Regions from separate parts of the Rattus norvegicus genome. Here regions 2 and 3 are each linked to region 1. A link is a contact called in public Hi-C data. All regions are on one chromosome and are shown on one strand. The core of a region is the stretch at or near the end of the contact, and the rest is flanking DNA. Distances in the headings are between cores, read along the strand shown.

The links. A called contact is a pair of places that touch in the nucleus more often than the background predicts.
Region 2: a contact with region 1 is called in a Hi-C map of frontal cortex, with 2.7 times the contacts expected there. The contact joins two enhancer-like sites. A contact is called at or near these places in 2 of 12 Hi-C or Micro-C datasets (frontal cortex and mammary epithelial cells).
Region 3: a contact with region 1 is called in a Hi-C map of liver, with 2.3 times the contacts expected there. The contact joins two enhancer-like sites. A contact is called at or near these places in 5 of 12 Hi-C or Micro-C datasets (hepatocytes, kidney, liver and 1 more).

The regions. Positions count from the first base shown.
Region 1 is chr11:84,265,317-84,269,655 of GRCr8, forward strand. No RefSeq gene overlaps it. Among named protein-coding and RNA genes, the nearest start is that of Hes1, 54 kb to the left of the region's middle. Within about 2 kb of position 2,200, at least 71 of the 93 cell types and tissues checked have an H3K27ac peak or open chromatin away from gene starts, as enhancers often do. A contact at or near this core is called in hepatocytes, kidney and liver, where this site is marked.
Region 2 is chr11:84,467,031-84,471,369 of GRCr8, forward strand. No RefSeq gene overlaps it. Among named protein-coding and RNA genes, the nearest start is that of Opa1, 220 kb to the right of the region's middle. Within about 2 kb of position 2,586, at least 35 of the 93 cell types and tissues checked have an H3K27ac peak or open chromatin away from gene starts, as enhancers often do.
Region 3 is chr11:84,065,540-84,069,878 of GRCr8, forward strand. All of the region lies in intron 1 of LOC134481015 (a long non-coding RNA gene), which reads left to right. Among named protein-coding and RNA genes, the nearest start is that of Cpn2, 77 kb to the left of the region's middle. Within about 2 kb of position 2,597, at least 76 of the 93 cell types and tissues checked have an H3K27ac peak or open chromatin away from gene starts, as enhancers often do. A contact at or near this core is called in hepatocytes, kidney and liver, where this site is marked.

The DNA of each region.
Region 1 (4,339 bases), core at 950-3,449:
TCCTGACTCCAGAACCATGAGCCAATACATTTAGGCTCGTTATAAATTCACTGTTTATAGTTTTTTTTATTACAGAGCATAAGATAGACCAAGACAAAGGCACAACACAGAAGTCACTTCAGGAACCCCTCCTGGACATATTGGTAGCATCCTCTGAAAACAGAGAGGAGACAGAATCCGAGCAAGTGCCATTTGCTAGCTGGTCCCTGTCCACCTCTACCCGCCATGCATCTGTGACATAAACTGACAACCCTACTCCTGGGCACTTTTCAGGAGAAATGGAGATAGACATCCACAAAAAGCTCCCTGTGTCAATGAGCGGCTCTGCTACTAGAGGCCCAAACTTAAAGGCAAGAGAATTGGGAAGTGAGCTGCACTAGACCCACGATGGCATACTACTCAGGGATGAAAAGGAATGACTTACTGAGAGACGCAGCAATGTGGCCACATCTTTAAACTGTCAGGCTGTGTGGGATGAGGCAAACTGGAACTGAGTAGACTGTGTGGTAGCAGTCATGTGCCATTGCAGATTGGTGGAAACTGACCAGTTGTGATGGCAATGAGACCAAGACTCCTGAGGCAGGACCCCCAACTTGAATAGAATTATCACACTAGAATAGAATTAATTCCTCAGGAGACTTTCCACTTGCTTGATTGAGAGCACCAACTGGGGATCACAGGACTTCAGAATAACCTTCCTCTTCCTCTGCTTCTCTCAGTGCCCTCTGTAGTCCCCAGGGCCCTGCTGTGTCCACTCTGTAGCTGTGGATGATGCTGACTGAATGACCTTGCGTGTACCCTGTTGACTCTGGCTCTCCAGAGGGGACATATTGGCCGGTCCTTTGATCACACTAGCATAACTGAGCACTTATTGACTTAGTCAGAGGCTAGGCGTGGTTTATTTCCCCAACCAAAAGAAGAGCTCAAAAAGTCCTACTAGGTTCTACAAAATCTGAGCCCTGGAAGACACACTTCCTGTGATGCTTAGAGATGGTGATTGGCAGGTCTGTGGGGGAGGGGCTCACAAGTACCTGCTGTAGGGAGGCGAGAGGAAAAGGTTGTGTGTGTGTGTGTGGGGGGGGGGGGACGACAATCTGAACTACATCTAGACACCGAAGTGAAGTTTACCGGTCCTAACTTCTGGAACTTCACTTAAGTCTCTCTAATAAACCAGGTGCTGGGTGTGGCGGCATGCTCCTGTAAGATCCAAGGCTAGCCTGGGCTACATTACTCAAAAGAAAAAAAACGCGAAGTTTGAAACTTGGTCTGTGGGACCTTAAAGTTTGAAGAAAGCTGCAGGCTTGTGTGGTCTCAGAATACGTGGGTGCAGAGATCGGGGTGGGAATGGTTGCAGCAACAGCTGCAGAAGTCAAGCAGAGGTCACACACGCCCAAGGGAAGCCACGTTTGGAGTGCTCGGCCTTCCCATGGGGACAACACCCACCACAGTCACAGTCCCCCTCCTTTTTTGGTGTGTGGTTATGTGGGTGTGCATTTGTCCGCAGAGGCTTCCAGCTGTTTCCTTCTATCTGTACAACTACTGCCAGAATGAACTGCGATCCAAACTTCTGATCCAGTCGATGAACACACACCGGAGCGGGTCCTGGTCACAGCGGTCAGGCTCAGAAGGGAGAGTCTTGATGAAGGGACAGTGATAGTTAGCCTTCTCCTTACCCCTCCAGTCTCTCTGGCAGTGTCTGAATCTAAAAGCCAGGAGTGGCACCTTCTCGAAGGAGCAACTTCTCGGGTTTTCTGCTTTGTAACTAGGAGCATCACCAGAAGCTCGAAGGCACAGTGAATTCAGACCAATTTGGATTAAAGATACCGCCTCCAACCCCCGTCCCACCCCACCCCCTCGTCTGAAAAAGCAAAGAACGCACCCGGGACTTGGTTTCCCCAGTAGTGATGCATTCATCTCCCCCAACTCCCTCCTCAGTGGGCCTGCATCCGAGCCTCTGCTGCGGCACGCCTAGCTCGCCAAGGGTTAACCGGCGTCCCCTCCCCCTCCGCCCCCGCCCGGCTGGGCAAGGCGGGAAGGCGGCGCGCCGGGTGCCAAAGTCGGAACCTGCTCTCGGCAGCTCCCCGCGCTGCCTTGACTCACCGCCAGGCCTGGCGCGGCCGCCGGCTGTGGAATGTGTGAGCGCCATGTGTCACCGCCCCAGACTGTGGGAAAACGCTGCTCCGCTCACCTCCCAGCAGCTGGCCCGCGCCCGCCCGCTCGGGAGCCGGGAAACAGGAGCCGCCCGCCCGGGAGGCCGCCCGGGGCCACTTCCGAGCGCGCGCCGCCTCTCCTCCCACACGCCCGGTCCCTGCCTGCGACCCGGGGCTGCGGCGCCACCCGCAGCGAGCGGCCCAGCACGACCTTCTCCTGCCCCCGCTGGCCCTCTGCATCCTCCTGCTCCACCAGGCCGGCCTTGGACACAGAGAGTCCCTGTTATGAGAGCTCCTGGGCGGTGACCTCTTTCCGGGAAGGGCCAGAGAACGGAGGGCTAGGCAGGGGACCGGCCTCACTGGAATTGTGTGACAGCTCCAGTCTGGACCCTGCCAGCCCTGAGCAAGAGGTTCCACTCTGCCTGACCCTTCCCTCCGGGAGCTAGGCAAGAGCCCTCCACCTCAATGTGGGGTCAGCCTCCCCTCTAGCCATCGGGTGAGAGTCACATGAATCCAGAAGTCTGCCAGGGCCAAGGTCTCCAATGCCTAGCCATGCAGGGAGATGTAGGCAAAGTCACATTCTGGGTGGCAGCCATCCAAGAATGGAGACAGCTCAGTGTGCCTTTGTTCCAAGCCAAGTTCTCCACTCCTAGGCCAAGTGTCTCCTCAGCCAAGGATTCTTGTGGTGTCCTGTCTTCCAGGGCAGTTGGGACGCCAACAGATGGGGCTGGGGGCAAACCTCAAGAATCCAGGGATCCAGTGGCTTCACCTAGCATCAGCCTCCTGCTGCTTTTTTGAGGGGTCGAGGTGTGTGGGGGATCACCCTAGGAGACTAGGGGCCTGGTGGGTGGGTTCTCTGCTGTACCCAGCTCTCCTCCACTTGATCTATTTCTGTTTCTTCACCCTGCTTGTCTTTGACAGTGGGTGCTGACCCACTCACCTCTGTGGGTCTTCCCAGGTTGACCTCATCTAGTTCAACAGCTGCTTCTCCTGAAGTCCCCCATTGCACTTGATTTCTGTCCCTGACTATGGCATCAGTCACAGCCTGCCTAACTAGTCTCTTTCTCTCTCCTGCTTCTCATTCAAAGAAGTGCTACTCTTCTATGTAAACTCCCTGACCCTCCCCATCAACAACACAGAATTCTGCGTGTGACAGCCATTCTGCCGGTTGAGCGCACCCCCTCATGAACGCTTGTCAACACTATTTATCACAGGTTCAGAACCTTGTTGCCCAGACGTGTGACCTCGGTCAGGCTAATCTTTCGGTCTCAAATCTCCCATCTGTAGAACATAAATCTGAGTAGGGTGTGGTTCCACATTCCTATGACCCCTGCACGGAGGAAGCCGAGGCAGGAGAATCACAAGTTCGAGGCCAGCCTCTGTTTTCTATTAGTATCTAGTGAGGAAGAGAGGGAGGAGGAAGAAGAAAAAAGGGGGGAAAGGCATTTGTCGATCTTTGGGGTGCCGTATTAGTCCTTGTGTGCTCTGAATAAGGAAACTCTAGTTAGCAACGCATCATAGTGGTGGTTCTCGAAGAGTGTATCATCTAGTGACACCTTACCCATCTTACTTTGTCTAAGTGCACGCTGTGCAGTTCCCATAAGGATAACATCAGTTGAGAGATCCCTGTCATTAATCCATACACAACTGCTAAAATACCAGAGACTGGCGGCAGACATGGTCTGACACCTAGTTCTGGATGCTAAAGTCAAAGACTATGGCATGGGTGACTTAATCCGACTGAAGTCCCTCTTACTTGGCTTGTAGGCAGTTTGTAGATAGTCTCTGCTTTCTGTGGATTCTTCTTTTCCCATTCTTTACCCCCCCCCCCCATTTCACCCCTTATCACTAGATAGGAAAGAACAGATAGAGGGGGAGAGATTCTTGAATCCAATTCTTTCCTTCTGTTCTTCTCTGAGGGTGACTGCTACCAGACTGCATCCACCCACCCACCCTGCCTAGTGGGGCTCTAGCATTTATATACCCTCTGAAAAGTTCCCAGAATTCCAGAGGTCAAGCAACTGCGGAAATTATCTGCAGCTGGCAAAAGCATGTCTCTGCTAGAGCACGAGGAAAATCACAGCTGCTGCAGAGACGCTGAAACAGCTCCACATCCCCACACTTGGGATTAAAACAAAAGTGCATCCTTATAACATTTCTGTGTTATTTAAGGAATCCAAAATTCCAGA
Region 2 (4,339 bases), core at 1,336-3,835, 200 kb after region 1:
TGGGTCAGGGCTGGTCAGTGTTGCTATGAGCAGCTCTGTCCAGGGGAAGACAGAGCTCTGAGTTTAGAAGCAGCAACAGACATTTGAACAGAAATGCTTCGGGACGACAGGGCAAGGCGTGGGTACCACTAGTACAGTTACGTCCCCTCCATTGAAGTGAACTCTCCCAGTATCCTTCTGAGCTAGATATTTGTGTGTGCCGTGTCGGTGTGTGTATGTGTGAGTGTGGATGGGTGGGTGGGAGGGGGAACCCACCCACTGGTCAGAAGAGACCTTATCCGATGGCCAAACCTAGTTACCAAATATAATTCATAGTGAAGATTATCAGTGTTGCCATGGGTTGGGCAGGCACTAAAATCCAACCACTCCACTAGCCATTTTGTGCACAGCAGTCTATTAAAGGCACAGACATCACGCAAGATGCCATTTTTCAGTGTCGAAAGGTAAAGGGTGACTAAGATGTCTGGGGTCACAGAGCTAGGCCACGAGGAAGAAACGTTCAAACCCAGCTGCCTCCTCCACTGAAGCTCTTAGCTGCAATCCTTCTGGGCGGTATTATCTCACAGGTGAATCAATTCATGGGGTTTGGCGAAGTCCCTTGTGGACTGAGTCATTCTAAAGCAGACTGCCTGAACCTGTTCCTCTCCCAGAAACTGATCCTTTAGCTGCCAAAGCCAAGGCCAAGACTCTGGAAGACTGGTAACCTGACAGTGCATTTGCTGTGCCCTTTTCCCACTCAGAGAGCTGCTTTTCTCTAGGACAGGGCCCCACGAGAAACAGTTTAATTACTGGACATATCTCGCTTTGCTCGGCCCAGGAGGGGCATGGTTAAAAACTTAAGAGACAGACACACTGCTCTGGATGCCGGCTCCTGAATTAACCACATGACCTTGCTTGGGCATGTTTCCTTACGGATTGCATGGTAACTAACCCTCACCTGTAAAGTAATGTGGGTCAGAACAGTCTCACGGTGTTGCTGTAGGGGTTACAGGAAGGAGCATGTCAAGTGCCAAGTACTGCTTGTCATCCAGCAAGCCCTCTGCAGGTGCTGGCCTTTCTCCTTATTAGTAGTGTCCAGGGAGGAGTACAGCTGATCGAGTGGGTCAGAATCGAGGCACAGCTGCTCAGCCACTAGCTTTGGGTGTAGAACATCCCCTAGATCCCTCGTCTTTAAACTCTGAAGTCAGTTTTGAGGAGGACGGCCATCCTTAAGTCAAAGTTGACTTCTGTTGGAAAATAGCTAACACCAGAAGCAGGGGATGATCCTGGCCACAGACGGATGGCATCTGTACTGCCTGACCCCCAATGCTACATCCTGAGGGTGGGCCCCAGAGTGTGCTGCACCAGCTTGTCTACACAGGAAGCCTGCTGTTTGGCTTGGAGCACTGGGAGGGCAATCAGCACAAGAATTGCAGACTTCAGAGCAAGGCCTAGCTGTGAATCTGTTCTGTAGGAGTCTTGGTGGGTGGTGGCAGGTTATTGTCTCCCCCATGAGAAGGAGGTCTATAGATGTTGGGTGTGTATATGCTCCCGGATGTGGCATTTCATAGGAAATGTCTTTTCGTAGGAAGAAAACCTCAGATCGTTTGGCACCCTAGTTTCTTGGTAACTGAAAGGGGGGCTCTGGGAGAAAGTGGGTGTGATATGGTGTTGGGATGCTGACACCTTAAAGGACCTCCATAAGTGTCTGGGTCTGCGGGCTTTTACTAAGTTTCTGTCATCTGGCCCATGACCAGTCAGTTACCAACCCTGAGTCCTGGAGGGCACAGACTTCCCAATCACCTTTATCTGGAACAATACCTTCCCTGGGGCCAAGTAGATTAAACATTCATGCCCAGCAAAAGTTCATGCTTACCTGCATCCCTGTAATGTGACTGCCCTAATGCCTGGAGCCTTGGCTGCTGTCCTCTGATTTCTTTTATGGGTCCTAGTGAGTCCCCTGGGGTGTTACCTATCTGTGCTTGCAGGTTTTCACTAAAACCTAACCCTCCCTTGTCAGTCATGCCCAGGGACGTTCCCTGAACCAAGCAACCACCACACAGTAAAAATCCACCAAGTCAGGAAGAGTATGTCCCTCTGGGCTGACATTTCCTCTGCTTGGAAACTGGAGACGTTGGACTAGCCCCTACTAGTTCAATCTGTACAAATGAATTATTCCATTCCATCCTCCATCCACTACCGAACATAGTTTCAGCACCTCTCCGTCTGTTAGCAGTGGCACAGGAAAAGTCCCTCACACCTTGGTAAGAAGATGACCCTGCAAAACAGGGCAGGCCCTAAGAGCAAAGGGTCAGCATTATGAGTAGTCAAGATGGGTTTGTGGGAGGGGCCAAGAGGACTTGCTTCTCTGAGCCTGCATACAGGGTGATCTGGAGCAGGCTTTGCAGACTAGTAGGTCGCAAAAGTCGTTTCCTCCTCGTATAGATCCTCCTCCTGTCTCCCCAGCATTACTCAGCGCCCTGAAATGCTTGCCTCCCCGCAGCGGGTGCCGGTCGTCCACCAGAACGCGACACAAAGGTCTCCTTGTGGGTCTGCAGCCCGGGGAAAGGCGGGAGCACCGAGCCTCCGGGTGACTCACGCCCTTGCCATTTCCTTTGTGCGTCCTGCTCCAGCGCGTGGCTGCGGGTGGGAACGCGGCTTAGGCGCGGGCGGAGAGGGCGCCCGGGGAGCCGCCGAGCGCTTTCATGTGGGCAGGGGGTTCCCAGCTCGCGAGGCCGGCCCACGCGCACAGCCTAGCTGGATCAGCTGCGGAGCAACAGGCTCGCAGCCTGGCTTCTTCAGGGCTCAAAGCAAAGCACCCGCCCTTGGGGATGCATGTGGTCCCCAGCAGGCGTTGCTCTGCTGCTGGTCTCCTCCGAGGGCGTGTCCTTGTGGAAAAGTGAAAATTAACCACGGCAGGGAAGGGCTCGCACGGCTTGCCGCGCGATCTGGAGGATCTCAGGTTCCAGCTCCAGAGTCCCATCAGCAGCTGCCAAAAGGCTGTGCAGGGGACATGTCTGCAAGCCACCTGCACCCAGCGACTTGCCAAGGTGACGATGCCTGGGTACCAGCCCAGAGCAGTGAATGCACATCACTAATGAGCGATGGCTTGCCTGGGAGCCGGGAGATAGTCTGCCTCAGCATCTGTTAACAGTGGGTTCCCAAGTGCCCCTCTTTCCTGTGCTTGCCCTGGTTTCAATTCTGCCCATGCGCAGTTTCCTTTGCCACAGAGACATTGAGCAACTTGCAGATCTCCAGGGCTTCTTCACAAGCTGTTCTCAGCAGGGAAAGCCTGTCCCATCCTGCTGAAGGACACCTGGCCTTCAGCTGGGAGCTGCTCCCTAGAGTCTGGCTGAATGCTACTTTTGTGTATTCCTCTGAGAAGGAATATTTACAGTCTTGTGAAGCCTCACCCACCCAGCCCCCTGCTATGACTGTTCCTTTATACCAAGGCAAGAGGTAGACTGACATAGTCAATGTGAGTGTGAGCAAGTGAGAGACCAGCTGAATGAGAGACTTGGGAAAAGACATTTCACTGACTACTTACTAGCCCTGGGTGGTACCAGACAAACCCTACAGGAAGCCCAGGGAACCAGCTCTAACTCTCTTTGCTTGTGCAATGTCCGGGAGGTGCAGCAGTAGGTGCACTTGTGAGGCGCATGCTCTCAGTGAGGAAGGACCCACCAAGACAAAGATACCACAGTCGGTATCAAGATCTAGGGCCAAAGCCAGCTTGTGGATCTATCTAGAGTCTAGAAGAATACGGAAACAAAACCAAGCACGGACATAACAATGTTCTCTCTGTCTCTCCCTTGGACCAGCTTGTCTCTGATAAGACATAATGGGTGCAGAGAACCACACCCCTCCCCACTCCGTTGCCACCAGTGTTTAAGGTTTGCAGAGCCTTCCCAAGTGTGCTCACTGGGGATGATTGTGTGGGTGCGGAACTCATCTGCCCTGATCTTAAGATGAGCATAGTGGTGCATGCCTTTAGTCCCAGCACTCAGAAGGCAGAGGCAGGAGGATCTATGAGTTGGAGGTTAGCCTGGTCAGCAGACCAAGCTCCAGGACTACATATCAAAACCCTGTCTCGAAAAACAAAAGCAAAACCAACCAACTAACCGAAAGCGGAGAACATAGGTTTTTTTTCCCACAATTCAACGAGTCTTTGAGATTCCGGCGAATATTAAGCATTACGAAGCTGAATGACACATGGTTCTTGCTGCCAGGAGCACCCAGGCTTGACCAAGAAAGAGCCCTCCAGGTGGTGACCAACATGATAGAAACATCATGCAAGCTGGGGCCCAGATGAAGGTGAAGTCTATTCTTCATGAGGTCAGAGAAGTCCACAAGGAAGGCT
Region 3 (4,339 bases), core at 1,347-3,846, 200 kb before region 1:
TCAAGGAATCCAGACCTGGTCTCTACAGCTCTTCACTTTAGGGCCCTTGCCAGTCAGCTGTAGGGTAGTCCCTCATACAGGAGAGCCCTTTACCGATACAAGACAACCGTCCTGAGCTGGCTCGAACTACTTGAGGCCCTCAGACTTCACCTCCTGAGACCATCTGAGGCAAGCAACTTGCCAAGTGTGTGCTGAGTGGCCCAGTGAGGAATCAATGAGTTCCAGACTCATCTACGGTTTGTCCTTAGTGGTCCAGGACACCTGCTGGGGCAGCTACCAGAAACTAGTAGGCCTCTTCCTTTTCGGGTTCTCGTATAATACCTGTCAAGAGCCCAAGTCTCTGCTCAGAAGCTCACACCAACCCTTATTTTCGTTCCCCCCCACCATAGGTTAATAAGACTACATTCAATTCTTTGACACCAAGAAACCGTGGCCCTCGTGGGAGAGCTATGCTTCAGGTGCATCCAGATACAGCTCAGGCTCTTAGGCTTTAAGCAACCAGGAAGGTTAGCACATCTGGGAAACTGAGGCTGGGATTAGGAGAAATGAGATGTGCCTACAGGTACATGGCATACCACCTAGGATTAGAGTGCTGCATACCCATCCATCCATCATCCATCCGTCCATCTATCCAACTATCTATCTATCTATCTATCTATCTATCCATCCATCCATCTATATCTATCTATCTATCTATCTATCTATCTATCTATCTAATCATCTATCTATCTATCTATCTATCTATCTGTCTATCTATCTATCTAGTCATCTATCTATCTAGTCATCTATCTATCTATCTAGTCATCTATCTATCTATCTAGTCATCTATCTATCTAGTCATCTATCTATCTATCTATCTATCTATCTATCTATCTATCTATCTATCGACAGAGTTTCTTTGTGGAGCTCTGGCTGTCCTGGAAATCATTGTAGACCAGGCTAGCCTCAAACTCAGATATCCACCTGCCTCTGCCTCTGCCTCTGCCTCTGCCTCTGCCTCTGCCTCTGCCTCTGCCTCTGCCTCTGCCTCTGCCTCTGCCTCTGCCTCTGCCTCTGCCTCTGCCTCTGCCTCTGCCTCTGCCTCTGCCTCTGCCTCTGCCTCTGCCTCCCATGTGCCTCCAGAGTGCTGGGATTAAAGGCACAAGTCACCACAACCTGGCTGATCTTGGCATCTTTTGAGGCCACACCAAAAGTTTCTTCCTTGCCCTCAGACAGCTCAGCCAGGTAGGGGAGATAGGACTCACTTGGGATCAGCTACCAGAGGCTTGTACTTTGTGCGTTTCTGGGCACAGGTGTGGCTCTGAGTCTCCACCGTGTCTCTCCTCCCCTCCAGAGCAGGGAACTGAGTGTTTGTGGCTCTCTGGCACCAGAAGCAGGGTGTGCCCACTCAGCCTGGAGGAGGGAGCTGAGGTAGCCAGTGCCTGCTCCACCACTCTCAGTGCCCGGAAGCCTGAGGGCACAAGGACTGGCTGCCTTCCCAGAAAACACAGCTCACTGCCTGCCTGTTCTGTCCTTGAGCTCAGGCCCAGTGTGGTCCCGTGACAGGATCCCAGCTGGGGATGGTGGGCAGCGGACATTCCTCCTCCTGTGGCTTCCAAGAACCTCCCAGCTAGGGTCTCCAGACCAGACCTCCAGGACTGGTCCCCAAGGCAGCATGTGGCTTCATTCTGTTTCTGAACAAGGGTCACCTCCCCTCCTTGTTGAGTGACTTACTCCAAAATGCCTTCTCTCTACCATGGGCAGTGGTGAGGACAGGGGCTTGGAGGCTCTCCAAGGGACAGCCTGCAGACTTCTGTGGTTTCTACTGACAGGGCTGGAGACACACCCTACTCCCTGTAGCCTGTGAATCAGGCTGAGCCCTTGGTATATGGTAGAGTTATCCAGAGGCAACTTTTGGAACTCACTCTGCCCACAGTAAGCTGAAAGCCCCTCTCTCCTGCTTTGGTGGGGTTAGGTGGGTTGTTGGAAGGGGAGGGGCTGGCTCTGAAGGGTCAGCTGTGATCAGTCAGCCAAAAGGTTTTTAATTAGGACATCCCCAGTGTTTCTAGTGGTTAAGGGCAAAGGGCAAAGAAAGAACCAGGTCCATTCTCAAGATGGTGTGAGGTCTGTATGTGACCAGGTGGAAAAGCATGGGTCATGGGTATGAGACAGGTGGTCAAGTCTTGCTTGTCAATTTTGAGAATAACACACTGATGCAAAGAAAACAGTGGCAGTTGGGGCCTGAGACCGACTCACAGTGTTCTCATCTGTAAAACGGGCCCTAAAAGTGTGCCACACTCAAAAGGCACTGGATATGAATGGGCCTTTGGCACTGTGAGGTGGGGTGAGACCGGCTAGTGTGGCCATCTCTCAGGCCTGGGAAGGAGCCCTTGGTTTTAGCTGCCCACAGGAGGGTAGCAAGCCAGGGTCGCGCATCCTTCCTTCCCCACTAGGAGGAGCACTCGGCACTTGCTGAGATGCGTGTGCGTGGCAGGTCAGGAGGGCGGGAGGAGCGCTGGCTCCCTTCTGCGGACTCCTGCCCTCCCCGCGGAGCTGGACCTGGTGTCTCCAGGGCCTGCTCTCCCTCCCGGGTGCTGGCAGGCTTTCAGAGGCCGGAGGAGGAGGAGGAGGAGGAGGAGGTCTGGCTGCCAGGAAGGGTGGGGCTGCCAGACACTGCAGAGCCACACTGTGACCCAGCCGTCCCGGAAACGCTCCCAACCTCGGCCCTTTGCGCGCACATCCGGCCAGGAGGGGTGTCAGCCAGGCTCAGGGGGACAGAGGGTGCGCGTGGGATGCCTCCGAGGTCAGGCTGCTATCACCCAAATCAGAAAGAACAAGCTTTTCTTTCTTTCTTTCTTTCTTTCTTTCTTTCTTTCTTTCTTTCTTTCTTTCTTTCTTTCTTTCCTTCCTTCCTTCCTTCCTTCCTTCCTTCCTTCCTTCCTTCCTTCTTTCTTTCTTTCTTTCTTTCTTTTTTCTCTCTTTTAAAAACCTTATTCTGGGGTGAGAGGCTTTGTGACAGGTTTGGTGTTACAGAAGCAAGCCCTTAGCGGTCGGTGTGTTACACTCTGGAGGCTTCCCCAAGCTTGTGGGTGTAGTGGATTTATTCATTAATTAATTAAAAGAGAACAGTCATCCTGTGCCAAACTAGTTACCTACACGAGCCCTTTTGTAGCTTGCTGCTTATTTTGTCCATTTTATACATGAGAGTGCAGAGGTGGCAAGGGTCACATGACCAGTCACGTCAGTTTTGGTTGTTGGATCTTGGATACAAACCTCGGATTTATTATTATTATTATTATTATTATTATTATTATTATTATACCTTAGTTGCCCATCTCTGAAACTGCCAGGACCTGGCAGAGCACTCAGTACAGATGTGCCCAGCAGGAGCCCATGGGCACGGCATAAAACAAGTAACAGCTTTAGCAATGGTGGTGCAATGGGACCATGTGAACCTGGAGCTAAGGGTCTAGCTTCCTTCTCTTGATGTGATTTTCCTTTTCCCAGGGACTATGTCAGGGTGAGGCTGTTAGGCATCCCCAGGCTTACCCCTCACTCAGGTGAGGAAGGAGATACTTTGTTGGGGGACTAGAGGACGACTAGAGAGTCGTCCCTTCTGTGTTCCAGATACTCCAAGCCTGGGGGAGGGGATTGAGTGGAAAGACACCTGCTTCCTTCGATGACATCACTGTGGGAGGCCTTCTCACCAAATCCTAATGGAGGAGGTGACGAGGACACAGAAGCTTGGCCTGCCCAGAGCGCTGAGTCACAGGGTCTGGCCCATGTTCTTGAGAAGCACGGACTCTTGTGTCATAGTTTTAGAGGATGCCAGGGCTAGTTCAGCCTTCTGCAGCTAGGTGTGAGAGGGGATGGGGTACAGGTGGGTCTGAGAGGGTATCCTGACTCCCAACATAGCGCCTGACCTACAAGCTACCAGTGTAGCTCCCATTCCCTGTCCGGGCACTGTGTGTGTCTTTTTGTCAAGCCAGATCCGTTCGTTCCTCCCGTCATTTTGACTGTTTCTGGGCTGGGGTTTAACATGTCATGCTGATTTAGAACCAGAAGGAATTCACTCAGAAAACATAACCCATCAGAAACTCCAGTAGACGAAGAACAGTCATGCAGGTGTGGGAAGTGATGGGGACACATGGGGACAGCGGCCCGAGACTCACAAGACAGGAAGCTGCTGTCATTCCAGGCCACAGGGCCAAAGAGAACGTGGCATTGCCAGAAGCCAGAGGGGAAGGGGACCTTGGTGCAGATTTCTTGGCAGGAGTTAGGGTTCTAGGGGTAGTGTGGCCGAACAAAAGGAAAGAGACTGGTCCTCCTCCTCCTCTTCATCCCTGGGTCTCTGGCAGTG